Linked DNA regions of Rattus norvegicus: region 1 is linked to region 2. The links are chromatin contacts, called in public Hi-C maps. All regions are on one chromosome and are shown on one strand. Each heading gives the region's core, a stretch centred on a gene start, on an enhancer-like site or on the middle of the called end of the contact. The rest is flanking DNA. Distances are from core to core; before and after follow the strand shown. Region 1 holds the start of Eya1 (EYA transcriptional coactivator and phosphatase 1). Region 2 has its middle 160 kb from the start of Eya1.

Region 1 (4,179 bases), core at 823-3,322, 160 kb before region 2:
TAAAGTGGGGAAGAACTTCTAAGGAGAGGTAAATGTTTGTCACATGTTAACATTGCATTTTCTCATCAAAGCTTCCATAAACTGAATGCTCAAATGCTAGTGATAATATCTTAATGTAATGTTCTATATCGTTTCTTACATTATCTCCTTTAAAGAAACCAAGAAAACATAAGCCTTCTGAAACCAAAAATAAACAAGTGTTTAGAATACGCCATTCTTGTCTTCAGCTTTAAAAAGGAAAGGACTGTTTTCAAAATCAACATTTATTGACAATGTTGACTGAAATAGTTTTGGTTATCTGATAAAAGAGATTTTTGTTCCCGCTGCAAGGACCTCTTTTCTTCCCATTGTATCCTTAGGAAATACGTTTTCACACTCCAGTGGAAATTTTCTTTCTCAAAAATCATTTATCATGCCTGTGAAACTCAGAGAGCAGCTGACTTCATTTGGCACTTAAATGCTGAACTGAACGGTGGCTCAATTAGACTTCTATGTCTGTCACCACAAAGAGTTTTCAAAGGCTGAAAATCCACGGCTGCTTGCTTACTTACTAAACACTTTGGGCCTTAGGAGAACTCAAGCATCGAGAAAGTCAAATATCGAATGTTTGATCACATGAAGGCATGACTATTCCTGTGTGCATGTCCCTAAACTCTAAACAGAAAGGGGAAAGACTCTCACAAGCATAAAATAAAGCCTTCTCTGAAAGACATTAGAAAGCTAACTTCAAACCTATACAGCTACACTCCATGATTCCCACCTAACAAGTTTCTATAACCCTGGCCATCTTATGAAATGAAACTTAAAAATGCTCGTCTAAACTCAGTGACAGTTCAGAATTTATTGAATTCTTACAAATGTTATGCTTAAATGTCTTCAAAACTCCTCCCAAGAAGTGTAAGCCTATGGGTTGCTAGCGATTCAAATACTGATTTTGAAGGTCAGTGCTTTACACGAATATTCAAAAGTTTCAAACTGTGGAGTTTAGCTCCCATGTGCACTCAAATCCCATAAAAGGCCAGAGAGAAATGCACTAAGGGGCGAAAGACTTATTGTATCGCATACTGAAGATGAGCCCGCTTAATATAGCTTTTGGTAAATTTGCTTTGGAACAAAAAGGCATCCTTCTTGAAACACGGTGTTTAGTTCGTTGTTCATCTGCTTTGTTTCCTGTCGGAAACCTTTTCTCATTTATCACCCTAGCCGTAGAAAAAGTCATCTGTGTAATACACACCACTAAGTATACCTTTCGTACCTATACATCCATGTACGGATAGAACCCTGCTCAATACCACTCAATAGTATTCCGGAGCTAGTGCAGCAATTTCGAAAAGACATGAAATAACCATCCCCCGCCCCGGTCCGAGAATATTACCCAGTGTTCTACTTATTTATCAAGATCATAACAAAAGTAGTTAATTTGCAATGATCCTTTAATGATCCTAATGGCTCCGATCATTTGGAGGGTAAAGATTACACTTTTACCACGGAACCCCGTGGCTACTAAAGTCCTAGGAACAAAGTGTTATCGTTTTCCCCAAGCCGCAGTGCTTTTTTTCTTTGAAAACACACCAAAGCACTAATAAAGCGCTCCGGCTATCTCGGACTTTGTCCACCCGACAGTTGTTCTTGGTCATTACAGTTTTTCAAACACCAGCTTGTACTTACAGAGCTCACATCTGCTGCTCCCACCGGTTTAGTGTGCTCCTTGGAGTTTTCTGTGTTAGCAGACCTCCATTCCTGACATAGTTTGGCTGCTGGGCAGGAACGCGGAGACCCGGGAGCTCTCAGAGGCGCTGTGGCGCGTCTGGCAGCGGAGCGCGGAGGCCGGGGATTGCCCGGCTCCCGGGGACAGCGCCCGGGCGCTGCTGCAGTCTCGGGCTGCGGAGCGACTGAGCGCGATCGCCTTCCCCAGGAAGGACCCCGCCACCGCGCACCGCCACAGGAAGGCTTCCAGTCGGAAGTGGCCCTGCACACTCGCTACCTCGCCGCAAGCTCGGAGCCATCAGCTCGCCGCGGTCTGTTTGGGAACGGCTTTGCGCCCCGGCGAACGGCAGCGGCAGATAGCATCTGAGACGCCTAGACAAAGAAAGGGCACAATCTCATCCCCCCCGATTTGTTTGCGCAGCCTTGTAGGTCTGCCCACGAAGCCTCGGGGCTTTTTGTTTTGTTTTGTTTTTGCAACGCAAACCACAGCTAGTCTCTTGTCCTAACCTTATTGGTTTAAATGCAACAATTGAGAGGAGCAGAGCATGGTCTGACTCAACCTCGCTGCTTTAAAAAAAAATTTATTATGTAAATGACGCGCCCCATGATATCTGAATAAACAGCTGTGGGGGAAGAACTTGTGGGAACCTCTGTCAACACACACACATCCTCCCGCGCCAGTAGCTCCCAATTAAGATCTTTGGGGAGTAGTTGCACGTTATCTTTTACACTTTTTCAATACTTTTTTTTTTTCCCGAGGACCTGAAAGTTAGGAGAACGGATACTTTCCACAAATTTTCCTAAAGTACCTACCTATTTACAGGTCTGGAGAAGATAAAAAAAGCCGTTTCTATGAAGTTGAAGGAAAATGGGCAAACGTGTTAGCTATTAGCAGCTTAACAATGAAAGCCTGGCTGAGGATTCTGCAAGGGTTGCTAGAAGGCCAAAGGCTTCAGTTCTTTGGCTAGGACCCAGATAATATTTCACCATTAACATTTTTAAATGGGTCTCGAGAAGAGATTCGTTTAGTCTGGGACTTGCTTTGCGACTTATCCTTTGAAAAACTCATATCCTTAATCAATTCAGAATCTGTGAGTTAGGCGGTGATCCAAGTCAGGGGCTTAGCCACTGTGATGATTCGGAATCTTGAAAGAATGCATCTCCTTGTATGGACTAATATCTTGTCCGTCCTGTACCACATTTTAAATGCAGACGCAAACTAACACTCTCTCTGAAATAAAGTCTGTATACTCATTTTAAAAAGAAATTTTTGTCATTGCCAATATTTCTATTCTATGTGCTCTTTTTATTTAAAAAAATGTCTCCCTTCTTTTAATTTCTCACCTTGGTATGAGCCTTTTTTTAAAAATCACAGTAACTCCCATCAGCTAATAAAGGAGATAGGTGTGTCTTACCTTGGCTCTGCTAACTAGGAAATGAAAGAACCAGGCAGATGATACAAACGAAACCCAACTAAATGGTTCTAAGGACCAAAATTCCATACAGGCCTTCTCTCTTCTCCCCTCCAGAGGATGCCAGTCTAAATTCCTTGTAAAGGAACGCTTTGTCAAACCTAAGAGACTGCTTAAACTGCAGACTCACCTAGAATTCATCTTGTGTAGTACCAGCAAGGAATTATGGGCCGTGATTCTATCATATTTGGGAAGCCAGGTCAGAAAACGGTTGATTGCTATTGGATCATCTATGCAGCAGAAATAGAGTTAAGTTACCACCTACAGCACTCTCTCAGACCAGAAGTGTCAGTTAGTCAACATACCAAAGTCCCTGTGCAGAAAAAGACAGCCTGTTACTATTGTAGCCAGGTAAAGTCTATGCTACATTAGTTCTATTTTTATTGCAGCACCCAGACAGTAACTTCTTTTGCACTTAGATTTGGTACTAAGTTCCCCAAGACATAAAATTTAACCTCTGGATTAAACTTTACATTCGGCTACTGCATTCATGCTTCCCATGGGTTAAATTATTTTAGGCATGTTTTGCTAAAATGCTATTCATCCAATCCATAAAAGATTATATTGGAGAATCCAGAATGTGCAGACCATGTGAAGTCGAAGCGGCAGAAATAGCATGTCAACCCTACATACAAGTTACTTGCCTGTGTTACAGTCACATTTATCATATTACATGCACTTTTGTAATAAAATTCAATAATTCTTATTTAAATAACCAAACAAAATGCCTTCAAAGAAATGACTCATGTAATTATGAATAAATTAGGAAAGATATGATGAATTTAATGTGACCACTAATGGATATAATATAGCTCATACCTCATAATTATGTAACACACAGCTTAGTCACTGGTTAGAAGAAATAGCCAGTGCACATTTACCACTCTTAAATAGTTTCCTTTTTCTTAAGCAAAACTAAAATGTATTCAAAAGAATCACATGTTTATCTATAAATTTTGTCCGGTTACTAGCTCCATACTCCAAATATATGGTAATTATT
Region 2 (4,366 bases), core at 1,859-4,358:
GGGCAAATTTGATCTGTTAGTTTTATTGCCACGGAACATGTTGAATATTACTGACCATTTTAATCCTGAAATCTTTGTCCCAGATTTCTAATTGTTAATTTGCTGAAGACCCTAAAGCAAATGCCTAACCTAAACAGACCCAAAATGTTAGAGACATTTCCGCTTAAACAATAAAATCTATTTTTGCAAAAGGAAAACGCAAATTACTTGACAAACATCTAAAAGAACTGGTAATCGGCAACTCGGTGAGATAAAATGTTGGACTCCAAGTTTTTCACATGCATATGGAAACAAGAAAACGTATTATTGCTGCTCATAGCATATTTCAATTTTTGAAACTGTGTGCGATTCCTTAAAGTCTGAAGTCAGTAATTTAATGAATCTGGGCTGCAATCCTGCAGCAGTCACATACTTACAAGCAGTCAGACTCATTTACATATACAGAGGTAAAATGCAAGTGTTGCATTTACCTGTGCTGGCTCTGTGTGGTTGAATGTGGATTTCTAGTGAGTTCAGACAGAAGGGGACATGAATACACGTTGAAAACTAATTGTGTGCTAAAAACGCCGATTAAACCGTTTGCTCCGGAAAAAGGAAAAGTGTATAGTGCAAGAAATACTGGGAACGTAGCTTGCAAGATCAACAATAGTTGATCCATTTGAAAACTGAGATGAGAAAAGAGGGGGGCGGAGGGGGAGGGAGGAGGGGGAGGAGGAGGAGGAAGAAGAAGAGGAGGAAGAGGAGGAGGAGGAGTGGGGGAGGGGATAAGCAGGGGTCTCATGCTGTTCTGTAGCTACTAAGGACTAGTCCTGGACCAAAGAGGAGCCTGATGCAGAAGTTAAGTGAAATTCACCTCAGACAGGAGGGTTTTCCTTTGTTGATTTCGCGTCCACTCTGTGAAAACCTAGCTTCTTGCTCAATGCTTCTCTGTTCCCTCCGAGCTAGGAGGCTAGGATTCTCTCAGGTAGTCAGCAGCTCATCCCAGGGGATCAGCTAGTCCAGCAAGTCTGATTAGCTCTGTAGGTCCTGTACTCTTTCTGTTGGCTCTGCGATCCGAATTCAGACCCGTTTCTCACTCTGCATTAATTTTCTTACCATTAAGAGAGAGAGGGAAAAAATAGGAAAAAGGAAAAAAGAAAAGAAAAAAGCAAACAAACAAACAAAAAAACCCAAAAAACCCCTCAAACCCAAACTGTATAAGAAACTGGAGAACTGAGGAAGGAGATGTAGAACCCCACACGTGGTTCTGTAAATTGGATGGGAGGGGGAGGGGGAGGCGGGGAGAAAAGTGAAAGTAGGAACCAGAATAGCCTGAGCCTTCCTTATTTTTCTTCTCCAGTATAAATTGTTTTAGCTCTTTCCAGCCCCGCTTGTCCGATAAAAGTGGAAACTAGACGACAGTGGTTTCAACAGCACGGCCGCATTCAACTTAGCAGCAACGGCAACTGGAAATGTCTGTGGGTTACTTCGGAGACCTCTCAGAGAGAGAGATGCTGTTGGCAACGCTTTTTCGATGCTGGAGATAGTTCCCCCCAAGAGATATGAACAGCGCCTTTGTCTAAACTCAAGATTAAGAGATGTGTCGACTTCCTCAAACCGGATATTCGAATTTCATTCATTAATAGTGACTCCCATCTCTTAAGAAGTAGAGAAAATGAAGACACCTTTTGTAGCTTTTGCGTCTTTAAAAACAGGTTGGCGGGGGAGTGGCTTACTTCTAGAAGCGGTGTCTTTTGGCTAATTTATCTTTTTTTTAAACGAAAGGACATATTTTTGTGAGTGAGTCAAAAAGACAAACATTGTCAACAAAGCTGAATTCTTTGAATTCAAATCAAACACACTTCATTGCAAAGCTGGAGAACTACCACCCTTTCTGTCACATTGAGGGCTTAGAAAAGTCAACAACGATTTCCCAACAAAAACAGAGTTTTGCTTTTCTTCTCTAGCATGGCTTGAATTAAGCAAAACATGTCGGTAAGACTGCAGTAAAAACTCTAGGCGGGGTAAACACCCAAAGAAATTCAAGGTTGATTATATTTGGGGGTCAATAAAATTTCATTATTCTCTCTCTCTCTCTCTCTCTCTCTCTCTCTCTCTCACACACACACACACACAAAGAGAGAGAGAGAGACAGAGAGAGAGACAGAGAGAGAGAATGTTTACAGAAGTTTCTTCCAGTTAAGAAAAACAAAACATAACACATGAAATGTAAATGCGAAAGGCATATCTTGGTTTCATTTTTCCAGGGCCCAAGCATGAATTTAGTAGATTTTAAGGCCAGATGCCAATTCATGGATGTATGGGAATAAATCATGGCACAAGTGCCAAATGCTTGTGGTTTATGCATACTAGAGAGAATCCCGGGTTTTGCATTTAGGTAGATAAATGGAGAGATAAAATGATAGAAATCAGTTATGGGTTGTTGTGGATTTATCTCCGCGATAGAATTTTCCCAACGTTTCCAAAAAAATGTTCATTTACAAACACTTGCTAATATGCCAAGCACCTGGAACCAGCCATTTCCTTATTTTGACTGTGTGAAGTTCTTGGGGAGAGGTAACCTAAGAGATGCTTGAGAGTAAAGCAATTCCTTGCAGCTAGACCTAAAGATCTAAAGAAACAGTAAGGCTTCTGGATTTTGCGGGGTTGTGAAGAAAAGAGCTGAAGGGATCTTCAAGGGCATCTGTGATGCCACCACCTTATAGAGCTTTGAATAGCATCTTTTCCTCCGTTGCTAGCGGGGGGAAAGGAGGGGACTCTTTTAGGGGGAAGAAGGGGTAATTCATTCGGGTACTTCATCTGGTCCAGTGAAGAGGGCAGATCCGGGAAGCCCTTAGGACTCTGGCCCATCCTGGATGGAACTGGTCTGCAGTGAGCACGGCGTTCTGAGAAGCTGCCTGGCGGCTCGCAGCGCCTCGGTGGCCCTCCCGCTCGCCCTGCGTACCCTCGAGCTTCTGGGACCGGGACACCAGCCTGCTCCCGGCGGCGTCTATTACGAGCAGCTGCTTCTGCTTAGCCCGAAGATCAGTTGGCTCCAGCCCCCCACCTCTCTTCGGCTTCAGCTCCTCCCTCCCCTCCCTCCCTTCCCCGCCTCTACCCCGACGCTCCGCAGTGGCTGCTTGCTGCAGGTCAGCGCGGTGTCGCAGCCACCCGCCTGGGTTCACAGACCCTGGATGGGGTGCAGGGCGGGGAGTGGGGTGGGGAGCTAGGGGAAGGAACGGGAATCGGGAGATACAGATAGGCGCTATCCGGGAGGATCCCCAGGCCTCAGGAAGAAGGGAAGCCTGAAGAGGTCGGGGGGACATCGGACTCTGCGGGTCACCTGCGGCGGGCAGAAGCACGAACTCCCGAGAAAGGCCCGTGGTGTGAAGGTGTCGGGAGGCTTCCAGGAGAGCGCTGCAGTGCGTCAAGGCTCTCCATGACCTCCTGGGGCACTGTCGCCCAGAGGTCCACTCTTTGATCCACTCACCCCCTCCGGCAGCCGTGGCTAGAGACCTAGAAGGAAACAGTAGTTAAGGGTCCCAAAGATTTGGATGGGAGTTAGGCAGGAAGTTCAATCAGCAGCTCCTGGCGTTGTGGGCAGAGGAGTGGGCTCTGGGGTTGTCCCGCCGCAGCTGACTAGAGTCCTCTCTCTCAGCGCTGGAAAGAGGGAGTACTTGAGTCTCTGGAGTCTCTGGAGTGTCCCTTACTCAGGGTGCCCGCATACCTGGCTCCCTGGCTAGGTGCAAAGACTTGGTTTGAAACCTAGGCTGCTCAGACAGTAGGATGACGAGGAGCTCTTTCTTTCAACCTGCAGTAGCGTCTGGTCGTTGGCATGGGGTTAAGATAAGCTCGCACAATTTTGTTTTGCCTTCTTGGTGGGAAGAGTAATAGCATCTGACCTGCCCAGAAGTGACCAAAGGGCCTGTCCGACCCTAAGCTGAACATTGGGTGCTCCTAGAGGCAGAGGGCACAGCCACCACGAATGACAAATCCTACAGTAGGAAGGGAACCAAGATACCAGCCCTGCAGTTCTGATTAACAACTAGACTTTATGTAAGCTTCAGGATCATCTGGCCAACTAGAATAATTTCTGGCATAGGGAGAGCCACCGGGAAATTGTTTAAAGCAAGAACAGCCAGTCAGGCGGTACCACACTCAGGATCTCACCCAAGTCTGACTCCTAGAGCACCCCCTTTAATGCAACCAGAAGCAAAACGACTAGTTGGGGTGGTTTTTGGTTTTGGTTGTTTTTCTGTTTTGTTTTGTTTTTCGTTTTTGTTTTGTTTTGTTTTGTTTTGTTCAACCAGGCAAGCACCAAGTCTACATACAATGCAGTAGTTGCAAGCCTGAGGACATTTTAGTGTCTGATTCCAATGATGTTAAA

The links. Hi-C and Micro-C count contacts between places; a contact is called where the count stands out from the background.
Region 1: a Hi-C map of psoas muscle shows a contact between it and region 2, with 2.6 times the contacts expected there. The contact joins the promoter of Eya1 here to the enhancer-like site in region 2. A contact is called at or near these places in 3 of 12 Hi-C or Micro-C datasets (the Rat2 cell line, frontal cortex and psoas muscle).

The regions. Positions count from the first base shown.
Region 1 is chr5:9,736,408-9,740,586 of GRCr8, reverse strand. It overlaps Eya1 (EYA transcriptional coactivator and phosphatase 1), which reads right to left and starts at 2,072. Exons shown (of 18, transcript NM_001427021.1): 1 at 1,669-2,072.
Region 2 is chr5:9,573,648-9,578,013 of GRCr8, reverse strand. No RefSeq gene overlaps it. Among named protein-coding and RNA genes, the nearest start is that of Eya1, 160 kb to the left of the region's middle. Within about 2 kb of position 3,108, at least 4 of the 93 cell types and tissues checked have an H3K27ac peak or open chromatin away from gene starts, as enhancers often do.